2 separate regions of the Rattus norvegicus genome follow, and region 2 is linked to region 1. The links are chromatin contacts, called in public Hi-C maps. All regions are on one chromosome and are shown on one strand. The core of a region is the stretch at or near the end of the contact, and the rest is flanking DNA. Distances in the headings are between cores, read along the strand shown. Region 1 holds the start of Mfsd4a (major facilitator superfamily domain containing 4A). Region 2 has its middle 15 kb from the start of Cdk18.

Region 1 (5,631 bases), core at 1,765-4,264:
CACTCCCACACCCTCTCCATACAGCTGGTCCTTGAGATTTGTTAAGGCAATCCCCTTTTACCAGTGCCAGCCTGGCACACTGACTGGTAATCACTTAAGCTGAAAAGCACTTCCTTGCAAAGACATTAGCATTTCAACAGAGACAGGCGAGGCTGTGCTACACTAGCGAGAGGCCCGTGTCAGGGCTGGTAGAGCTTCTGTTCACTTTGTGGGGTGGGGATGGGGAGACATCCTAGAGTTAACCAGATGGGTGATATCCTTGCTAACACTCAGGGTCTTCTTCCCTTCGTTCCCACCAGAACCCTGCTTTGCTCTTTATCAAACAAAATGGTTCTTGGTGACATTTTGTCTTGCTGTGAGTGCTAAAGCTCAGAATTTAAATTTGAACCACCAGGAGTTCTACCCAGCCAAGGAAGGTCCCAACAGGAGGCCAGGAGGCTCCCACTGCCTTCCTAGGCACTGCCAGAGCTCAGGAATACTCAGCCCATGAAGATCCACAGAATACCCATCTCTTGGATGAAGCTTAGCTATGGGGCTGCCGCTGACACACATAAGGCATGAGCCACTGTCTAGGCATCTGGGACTATAGTCAAATGCCCATGTTCAAACCCTGGAACGATGTAATATCAGACAAAGTGACTCCCCCTCCTCCTTCCTGCCTTTCTTTTTCTTTTTTGGGGGGGAGGTAGTGGTGGTGGTGCTTGAGACAGAATCTTGCTATGTAGCCCAGGCTGGCCTCCAACTCAAGATTCTTTTGACTTAGCCTCCAGCGAGCTGGGATCAGCAACCCTAGCTAAGTCTCTTAACCCTTCCGTGTCTCCACTTCCTTCTGTGTAAAATGGAGACAACAACATTACTTTGCAGGCTGTGGTAAAAACCAAATGGGTTGATATAAGACCTTGTGCACAGTGGTGCTATTGTTGATACTGTTGTGGTTTCCTGCTGCAGGATTCTCTCTCTCTCTCTCTCTCTCTCTCTCTCTCTCTCTCTCTGTTGCCTATTCAGAGCCTTGGTGGATCCGAGATCTAGAGGGAGGACCAAAGCCAGGGATGGCCCAGTTAGAGGGGTATATCTCTGCCCACTTCAGAAGAGTGAGCTTGCCCACCTGTCCCTAACGATGGTCCTCATTCTCGTTCCTGTTTGAGCTACATTTGTTCCTAAAACATCTAGGATGGTGAATACAACACAGACCATCTGTGAGGGTTGGGAGTGTGGCCCAGCCTTGGGGAGTTTGCCCGGCAATTAGGCTTTCCTGGGTTCCATTCCCAGCACCCCCAAACAACAACAGAGGCCCTCCTCTGACATTCAGAGACACCCCCTCTTCCTTTTCATGTATTTTCTAGTTGAACAGATCATCAGAATTCCTGTACATTCGATTCTATCCCAAACCCACAAAGTGCCGATAAGCAGGAGGAGACTTGCTTCTGAGAATTCGTGCATTTGCAAGAGGATGTGGGGGGAAAAATAAAAATAGTCACTGTCCAGGTGCTGGGGTGCAGCAGGCTCTGGATTGCTAAGTCTGGGGTCCATCTTATATTGACACCTGTATTGCATCTTTCCACAACTGCACACCTGGACAACTGAGCCCTAAAGGCCTTTGGCCCAGAATGGCCACTACACAAGGTCTTTATCTATCTATCTATCTATCTATCTATCTATCTATCTATCTATCTATCTATCCATCCATCCATCCATCCAACTATCCATCCGTTTTTGCAACAGACCTCCCAATAGTGGTTTTGCAGTCCAGATAATTGTTCCTTTAGGAAGCAGAACGAGGAAGACCACACAGCAGCCTCTAGTGTGCAAGACGTTCATTTCTCAGTTCTAGGTCTCAGTTCTAGGTCTATTCCTGGCTGGCTGTACAGAGACTGAAGGCTGCTGCCTTTCTAGAAATATCCTAAGAGGGGTTCCTACATCAAGAAAATGGAGCTCTGCATGTCACCCAGAAGGGTGGCATTCTGAGTGCCAGGGAGAGACCAGAGCTCTGTCCTGCCAGAGGCCAGGGAGGAGTAACAAGGTGGAGGGTACAGAGTGGGGGGGATCCTGGGTACCAGAGATGAGCATGAGAGGCTCTACACTTCTCTACCTGGCCCTAGCTATGTGAATTTTAGGGGCCCAAGGGCTCAGCACTCCGCGGCAGTGTCCTGTCTCCTTTAGGACACCCTGAGAGCCTCATTATCTAGGTAAAGGGATCAGCTGTGTCAATTGATGTGGAGCCACTGTTAGTGGAGCCACCAATGGGTTCCCTGTCACTGAGAACTGCCCCCTGAGCTGGCGCCGCCAACTGTCTTTTCCTCAGTGCCAATTCCACCTCCGGCGCTGGGGCTACAAAATCTCAGAGGAACAGAGCAATAAGGGTCTTACGCATCTCTGTACATCCCATCACTCCTTGGCTGGTGGGCTCGGTGAGCGAGGGCGCAAGGGTTCTGAGCTCTCTCGGGGGTGAGTGAGACAAATACATAGCCCAGATGTCACCTTCAGTCCCGAGAGAGTTTTCCGGGAGAGCTTGTGGTGGGGGAGGGAGGCAGCCCCTAGGCTAAGATCCAGCCCAGCTGGGCAGGTGGTCACAGCTGCAGGGATGTGGAGGGGCGCAGGGGGAGCGACACTCACGTCCTCTTGAAGACACCCCCGAGGGCGCTACCCAGCAGGAGGCAGAGCTGCTGCGAGAAGAAGACCCAGGAGATCTGGGGCAGAGAGCTGTGCGTCTGGCAGCGCAGGTCCAGCAGCGTGGGCCCCAGGAAGGCGATGCACAGGCCGAAGCTGAAGAAGACGCTCCAGTAGGTGAGCGTGGGCTGTAGGTTGCGGCGGAGCAGCCCTGACACCCGACCGTCGCAGCCCATGGCTCGGCCGGCAGCTCACAGCGAGCCCTGGGCCGAGTGCGGCGGCCAACCGGAGGCCGGGCGGGGAGGAGAAGAGAGGAGGGGAGTGCCGCGCGGCTGCCCCGCCCTCGGCCAGCGCGGGGACGCCTGGAGGTCCGGGGCGTCGCGGACGCACGTGTCCCGCCGCGGGGACCGCCCCACCTCGCTTCACGTTCCCTGGGGCCCCCGACTGGAACCCATCCAGGAGCGCGACCCGCCAGCTAGTGCCAGAGGCTCCGCGCGCGCCCTACTCCAAGCAGCCTTTCCGCCTGGCGATCTGAATCCTCTTTACTTGGTCCTGGGGGTGCTGCGGGTGGACTTTGAGGGTCTGCCACCGCCGCCCTCTACCCCGAGCATCCTACCCACCACGGGAGTAAGAGCAGTCCTACCTGTTCATGGTTTTCTTGTGGCTTTCGTTTGGAACCTCAAAGGCTCCAGTACATTGTCATTTGGAAAAACAAACACCCCCCAGAAACTTGGACATTCGTTTTACTGCTTTTAGGTTCTGGGATTGCCCCCCAAGGCCTGTAGCATGCAAGGCAACTATCCCCAGCCCTAGAAACTTAGGTCTTCTCCATTCTATGCTTGGGGATGGGAGGCCATCACTCCCACACCTGTCCCACCACAGGTGTGCAAGGCAGTAAGGCCTGGCTCCGATTAGGACTCTTTTTCTCCTTCCCAATGCAGTGAGGGAGGACAGGAACTCCGGGACTCCCAGAGGAATGCTGAGATAATTCTCCAGGCAGAGTTCTCTTCCTACATGAAAAGGCCTTGGCAGGGTGGAGGGGTTGTTCACACTCCAAGACCCTGATGCTGACCCCAGTGGCCTGGGACAGTTGTGTGTGGTCCTGCTCCTGAGGGAGTTAGGATGTGGTGTCCACACCAGAACCTAGAAGCAGGGCAATTAAGGCCGTTCAGTGTCTCCTTTGCCAAGTGTCTTAATAGTGGTGGAGGCTGTGACATCATCACACTTGTATCCAGGGGTACCAGGGCTGAGAGTTCACAGCCCTGTGGCTGTGTAGTGCCATGGCAACTTGTCGTGAAGTGGAGATAGCAGGCACACCACCTCAAAGTGCTACCCCGTACCTGTTCCAGCCTGTCCTGAAATATGCATTAGAAGAAGGCTCTAGTTAGCGTCCCTCTGGCTCATTTACTCTGTGGGGGATGGCATGGACTAATTTAATGGCAGTACGGGCAGGACTTATAGTACGTAGGATAAAGTACAAAGTTATGACCTGAAAAATCTGTGATCATTAGGCACTGCTGTGAAATTCTAGAGAAATGGCAGCTCAGAGATGGGAGGGGTGACCTGGGGCTCAGACCCCTATCCCCTCCCCATTATCCCTGTGATGTGATAGCGTGTTTCTTCTTGACTGACACTTTTATTGATGTAGACTTTGCCATTTGTTTTCATTTCTTAAAACATTTTTTTAGATTTATTTTGTGAATGCTTTGCCCGCCTGGATGTCTGTGCACCATGCGCATGCCTGGAGCCTGTGAAGGGTCAGGAGAGGGTGTCAGATTGCCTGGAACTGGACTTACAAATATTTGTGAGCCACCATGTGGGTGCTGGGAATTGAACCTGTGTCCTCTACAAGAACAACCAGTGCTCTTAACCGCTGAGCCATCTGCAGCTCCTGCTTGTCAGTTCCCAGGGGCCCGCTCCCATTGTGCATCAGCTGTGGGTAGGATGAGTCTTGCACTAAACTGAAATGTTCCTCCTGGTCACTGTTCCCCAGAGCCTCACAGAACAACCCTCCCGTTCTGCACCTGTCAGTCCCTCCCCTCGACACGTGGTCTGCGTGCAAGGACTTCACACATAGGATCTAGACACAGGGATTTTATGTCTCCAGGTAGAGTACCTGGAACCTTCCACGTTTTTCTAGAGGATGCATCCCAGCCACAGTGCCCCCTACTGGCTGGCTTATCAGCCACAATGGCGATGATGAGCCTTGTAGCAGCCCAAGTCTGGTCTGGGGTGTTAGGGATAGTTTATAGTTTGATGTGAATCGTGGTTACTGTTGACTCTCAGAGACTGACATTTCCAATATATTGCTTTTTGTTTGTTTGTTCATTTCACAATTAGAGCTAAATAAAAACCACAATGTTTAAAATGTTTAAAACAAAGACCTAGTAACCTGTAACCTGTACTTTCCTCTTTCCTCCTCTCCACACCTCCACTCCCTTCCCTTTCTCTTCCTTTCTTCTTTCCATTTTTTTGTTTGTTTGTTTGTCTGTCTGTTTCCCCATTTGGCTAAAGACCAAACTCAGTGTGCTCTCTATTCAACACCACATGCATGTTCTGCCACTGAGCTAAACCCCAGCCTTCCCGGAACCCTGCCTTCTCCCTCTCTCCTAACATGGGGAGAGGATTCCGTGGAAATCCCTTAGCAGCAATATGGCCAGATTGCAAAAGCAATCCATCACGCATCTCATAAAGGGAGAGTGGGGACCAGAACACACCTGGTGGTGCTTCTATGTAGGATAACAATTGTCCCCTCATTTGGACTCGGAGACTGTCTCCAGAACTAGTCACTTCCTGACAATCACTTAAAAGCTCTTAAGATTGTGTAAACATATCCTTTCTTTCCTCCTCTATAGAAAAACAGACACCTAGGTCTCCAAGTGGCATTGGTTGGGTAGGTTAATCACACCTCCTGTGGCTTCACCCACATGGGGGTTCAACCTTTTATCCCATTTAATGTCCCTTGGTTTATTCGAACAAACTTCCACAGGACAGAGGGAATCTCTCTCCACCCCTCCGCCACCC
Region 2 (5,631 bases), core at 1,907-4,406, 40 kb after region 1:
CACATGTTCTCCTGTTTGGCTCTGGCTGTGCAGCCCGAGTCTACTAGGTCATCTGCAGACATCACCAGGAAGTGGACAAGGGTGCTGAAATACTTGACATTTGAGGTTTGGGGATTTGAATCAGGATGAATAGAGGGATACAGCTATTGACTCCTTCCTTGGGGAAGACACTGGGTTGGGCTATTTATTTATTTATTTTAGAGACAAAGGCTGTGTTGTCCAGACTTGCTCTGAATTTTGAATTTTGCCCCTGCACTGTCAAGCAGCTGGCACCGGAACCTGGGCCACTGCACCGGCTGCCATATTGCTGCTGGGATGGTTGTCATCTCCACACCTTCTGGAATAGCAGTTCTCCACCTGTAGGTCCTGTAGGTCATGACCCGTTTCGGGGGGTTGGGGGGGGGGGCTAACAACCCTTTCATGGGGTTGACTAAGACAGTCACATTACACAGATACTAACATTATTGATAAGCTATTTCTCTGCTGGTGAAATAAACCAATTCAAACCAGATTAGATTAGATTAAATGCAGGTTTATTGGGAAGTTGTTCTCTCGGATGGGGGAGTTCACTGGCTCCAAGGAAGGAAGCCAGGGAAGGGAAGTCAATGGAGAGAGAGGGAGGGAGGGTAGGGGAGGGAGAAAAAGGGCCACCTCGAGGGGAGGGAGAGAAAAGAGGCTTGAAAGACCAGAGGTTGGGAATAGGAGGAAAAGGAGACTAAAATGTCTGACTTATATAGGAAAGAGCCTCCGGGAGAAGGGTAGCCCAGCCCGTGGGCTGGAAAGTTCAGGGTATAGGAGCAGGGTGTGCCAGGTAGGGACTGAAGGATGCTGGGAGAACGTGGAGGCCAGGTCTGCTTTGATATTAAAATCTGCACCTCAGTTCCTTGACCCTGGTCTGAAACCAAAGTTATGCCTCATAATATTAGCAATATTAGAGTTACAAAGTAGCAACAAAAATAACTTTATGGTTGGGGGTCACCACAACATGAGGAACTGCATTAAAGGGTGGCAGCATTGGGAAGGCAGAGAGCCACCGCTCTACAGTCACCTGGGGGACAAGCCTCTAGGCACATTAGATGACTTGAGGTGTGGAGACCCAGCCTAAGAGTGAGCATGGGTCCTGGACTGTATAAAAGAGGAAACAAGCCAAGCATAAACATCCCTCACCAGCTTTGTGACTGGGGATGGGATGTGACCACCTGCTTCAGGCTTCTGCTCTGTCAGACTGGTCCCAGATCTGTGAGCTGAAATATAATCTTCTCTTTGCTGATTTTCCTTTGTCTGGGTACTTTAAACGAGGATTAATTGATTACTACTACTACTATTGTGAATTGTATATTGAACTGTGATCTGAATTAAATCCTTTCTTCATTGATTTTCCTTTGTCATGGTACTTCTAATAATAATAAGAATAATAATAATTTATTGCTATTGTTGCTGTTATTATTAATAATTGTGTGAGAAAGATGTGTGGGGTGTGCACTTGTGTGTATCTTTTTTTAAAAGATTTATTTTATTTATTCCATGTATGTAAGTACACTGTTGCTGTCTTCAGACATACCTGAAGGGGACATCGGATCCCATTATGGATGGTTGTGAGCCACCATGTGGTTGCTGAGAATTGAACTCAGGACCTCTGGAAGAGCAGTCAGTGCTCTTAACCACTGAGCCATCTCTCCAGCCCCACTTGTGTGTATCTTATCACTGCCACAGAAATAGAAACTAAGACAGAAAATTGACCCAGAGAGATGAGACCAGGCTGTGATGGGCCAGCCTGTGGTTCTCAAGCCTCTGGAATTGTTTGTGGGGGGAATGTGGAACCATCTGAAAGTTCGCACTAATAAAGACCTTGCACAGAGGAAGCAGAGCGTATGGGTGATTCTTGTGGGAGCTTCGAAGACCAGAAAGGCAACAAAAACCCTGGCAGTTGAGGTCTGGCTCATGAGACAAAGACTGTCTGAGCTGGGCTGAGGATGGTGTTATATTTGGCCCAGAATCTGGTTTCAATTTACCTGTTTCCCAGGAACTTGGGTGAAATTGAATTTAAAAATGGACCAGATTGTTTGGCAGAGAAACTCAAGGCAGGACAGTTCTCAGGCTGGTACTGAGACAGCTGCTATAACTGCTTCAGCACCCCTGAAGAACACCCTTCTCTGTACTGCATGGGCAGAATAAGGAAGGTGTCCGGAGGGCAGTTCCCCAAACTCCAAAAGGCAGTGTGGATATCCAGAGATGAGCTCAAGCTGGACTGTAGCATCTCTGGCATTTAGATAAAAGCCAGAATTCCTCCGGAACTTGTGAGACCTGTTCCCATCTGCCACAGGAATCATTTCCCCTACTTCTGGTGGAAGGGACCTATGGCTGGCTCCCCAAGGTGCTATTAGCAGCATCTCAAAGCCCATGCTGGCTCCAGGCTTCCTCAGTCTCCCAAGTACCAGTTAACATATTTCTTTTTTTTTTTTTTTAAGATTTATTCATTTATTATATATCAGTACACTGTAGCTGTCTTCAGATACACCAGAAGAGGGCATCAGATCTCTTTACAGATGGTTGTGAGCCACCATGTGGTTGCTGGGAATTGAACTCAGGGCCTCTGGAAGAGCATTTGGGGCTCTTAACCACTGAGCCATCTCTCCAGCCCACCAGTTAACATATTTCAAAGTTTAGACTAGCATCCCGACCCTTCTCACCTCCGCCCCTGCCCTACACTCCCTCAGCTCATAGTTACTCACCCTTATAGTCAGACTATTCTTACTATATTCTCTCTCTCTCTCTCTCTCTCTCTCTCTCTCTCTCTCTCTCTCTCTTTCTCTCTTGCTCTCTCTCTCTGCTCTTCTCTATCTCTTGGCCATGTTGAGTCTGCTGGCTCTGTTAAGTCTGTCTTTCTCTGCTCTGAACTCTCCAGAATGCCTTTGGACATTTTCCTTCTTTTATCGACAGTAAAAACCTTAACCATATCATGGAGTAGTCGTGTCTGCAGTTTCTTTACTGTGCCCCCTCGAATACAGAAGGTACAAGATCAGGGAAGCCATGGAATCTCGCTCCACTTTTACAGAGAGCGGCTGGGGCCAGGAGACATGTGGCAGAGTCCTAGTCCCTGCTCGTCAACTGTGTGAGATAGTGAAGGTGACGCCTAAGTTGCTATGGAGATCACAGAATACTGGAGATGCCAGAAATGTGGGCTGTCCACTGAGGAAACCTGCATGCAGAGCAGGGCTGACTCAAGAGAGAAGTCTGTGCTACAGGCATCAGATATGGAGGGATGGAGGGCTAGCCCCTTAGCGGCCCAGTTGACTTCATTAGGAACCTCAAGTCCTAGACACAGACCTATGCAACTGAGAATTTGTTGTCTGGGTCTTTCTTTGTTCTGATCATTCCTGGTTCTTCTCTTTGGGGATAGGAATGTTAACTCGGTGCCATCGTGTGTTAGAAGTATGGGTCTGGCATAGCCTTGGTGGGGGTGGAATGACATGGTTTCCAGCCCTGGAGTAGGGCATGAACCTCCACAAGTGTCAGTGACTGCTGTGGGCATGAAAGGCTTGCTTGTATGATAATGTAGATAATCTACATTCCTGCTTTAAGGAATGTCTTCCCTGCTAACAATGACTCCATGATAATCACAGACAGAGTGTGGGTAATGTTTCAGCAAAATGGTAAACACTGGGACCTTCAGGACAGTCCTTAGGTTGTGGAAAAGAACTCTAAAATCATGAGTGTTTAAAATATGTAATTTCTCAACTATGCAAAAATAAAAGATGCAGTATGAATTATATGAGGGGGCTTCACAAATCTAAAGGAACAGAGGCAGCTGCACTATGAACCAGCTCGTTATAAAGGTACTAAGGGAGGAGAAAAAGAGATTTAGGGAATGATGATCACGGGAGATCCTACTCAGCTAAGTTTTTATGCTTACAAAGGCAGATAGATTCCTGAGTTCAGAGTTGGCCTGGGACAGAGCAAGGCTAGGCCCAGGCATGGTAGAAATGGTAATTTCAGGGCAGGGTCCCACTCAGCTAGTTTATTGTCTGTGCTTAACAGAGGCAGGCAGATCTTTAAATTCTTTTGCAATGTTTAAAAAAAAAATGTGCTTCCCGTCTTCTCCAAATCCAAGGGCTGGGTCAAAAAGGGGACCTGGAGTAAATGACTGGATTGAAATGCAAAATAAAGGACTGGGGTTATGATCTGCAAGAGATGAGCTATCCAGAAAATTTTTTAGAATAGCAAGAGAGAACTGCTTGGAGAACTGTCTGAAGCAGAAAACAGAGAGGGAGAGCTGTCTGGAGATCTCCAGAGAGAAAGCAGAACAGAGAGAAAGCCATCTGGAAAGCTGCCTTGAGCAGGACATAGACAACCAGCTTGGACCCATGATTTGTTTTGCCGCTCACAGACACCCACCCCTTTTCTTAGAACCCCTCTTGAAGCTGAGGCTGGTCCCTGGCATTTAACTTTTATTTCATAGGAACTCACATATAAGAGGTTGCTTTGGGTCTGATTGAAACATGAAGTTTGGACTTCTTAAAGGTGTTAAAATTGGGGGCTAGTGAGATGACTCACCGGTTAGGAGCACTGTCTGCTCTTCCAGAGGTCCTGAGTTCAATTCCCAGCAACCACAAGGTGGCCCATGACTATCTAGAAAGAAGTCTGATGCCCTCTTCTGGCATGTAAGTGTACATGCAGATAGAGCACTCATACATTAAAAAAATGTTAAAGTTATTAAAGACTAGGAGGCTTTTGAAGTTGGATTAAGTGGTGAGGGAGCGGTTGTATTATAAAATGATCTTGAGGACTGGAGAGATGGCTCGGTGGTTAAGAACATGGACTGCTCTTCCAGAGGTCCTGAGTTCAATTCCCAGAAACCACATGGTGGCTCACAACCATCTGTAATGGGATCAGATGCCCTCTTCTGGTGTGTCTGAAGACAGTGACATATATAATAAGTAAATAAATCTTTAAAAAAAATAAAATGATCTTGAGATTACGGAAGGGTTATGGCATAAGTGATGTGTTTGAGTGTCAGTTTGACAAAGGGCAGGATCTCGGTCGTTAGTGTTGTCAGCCTGGCATAACCTGGGAGACAAACCTCCAGGGACACCTGTGATGGACTACTTAGCCTCTGGCATGCCTGAGAGTGACTGATGATAGGTTAACTGAGGAGGGGAACCATCCTCAAAGTGGTACAAGAAAGAGGAACTGGGAGGGGTGCAGGCATTCATCAAGCTCTGCTCCCTGCTTATGGATGTGAGGTGACCAGCAGTCACTCCGACCTCCCACCATCTTGGTTTTTCTGTGTGAGGGACTACATCGCTGTGAGTCAAAGCTGTGTCTCCCCTGAGTTACTTTTGTCAGGATATTTTATCACAGCGACAGGAAACGAGTCTAAGACTGGTTATCCGAGAGCTACTCAGTCACTCAGGACCTAGTGCCCCAGAGTGGCGGAGGAAGAAGGCCAAAGCAGGCATCTAATATGGAGGGATGTGACAAGTGGTGTCACATCTCGTCACTGTACCGGTGTGCCCTGGCCTGTCTGTCTGAGGAAAGTCGATACACTCGTCTACAGCCAGCTACTGAGCACCAGCAATGTCACCAGCCATTGTCATAATAGGTAGAGCAGGAAATGGGGCCCTTTTAAAT

Evidence for each region. Hi-C and Micro-C count contacts between places; a contact is called where the count stands out from the background.
Region 2: a Hi-C map of prefrontal cortex shows a contact between it and region 1, with 1.9 times the contacts expected there. The contact joins the enhancer-like site here to the promoter of Mfsd4a in region 1. A contact is called at or near these places in 3 of 12 Hi-C or Micro-C datasets (frontal cortex, hepatocytes and prefrontal cortex).

Annotation. Positions count from the first base shown.
Region 1 is chr13:46,059,619-46,065,249 of GRCr8, forward strand. Mfsd4a (major facilitator superfamily domain containing 4A) reads right to left here and starts at 3,015. Exons shown (of 10, transcript NM_001109069.2): 1 at 2,614-3,015. The coding sequence starts at 2,843.
Region 2 is chr13:46,099,170-46,104,800 of GRCr8, forward strand. No RefSeq gene overlaps it. Among named protein-coding and RNA genes, the nearest start is that of Cdk18, 15 kb to the right of the region's middle. Within about 2 kb of position 3,157, at least 7 of the 93 cell types and tissues checked have an H3K27ac peak or open chromatin away from gene starts, as enhancers often do. A contact at or near this core is called in prefrontal cortex, where this site is marked.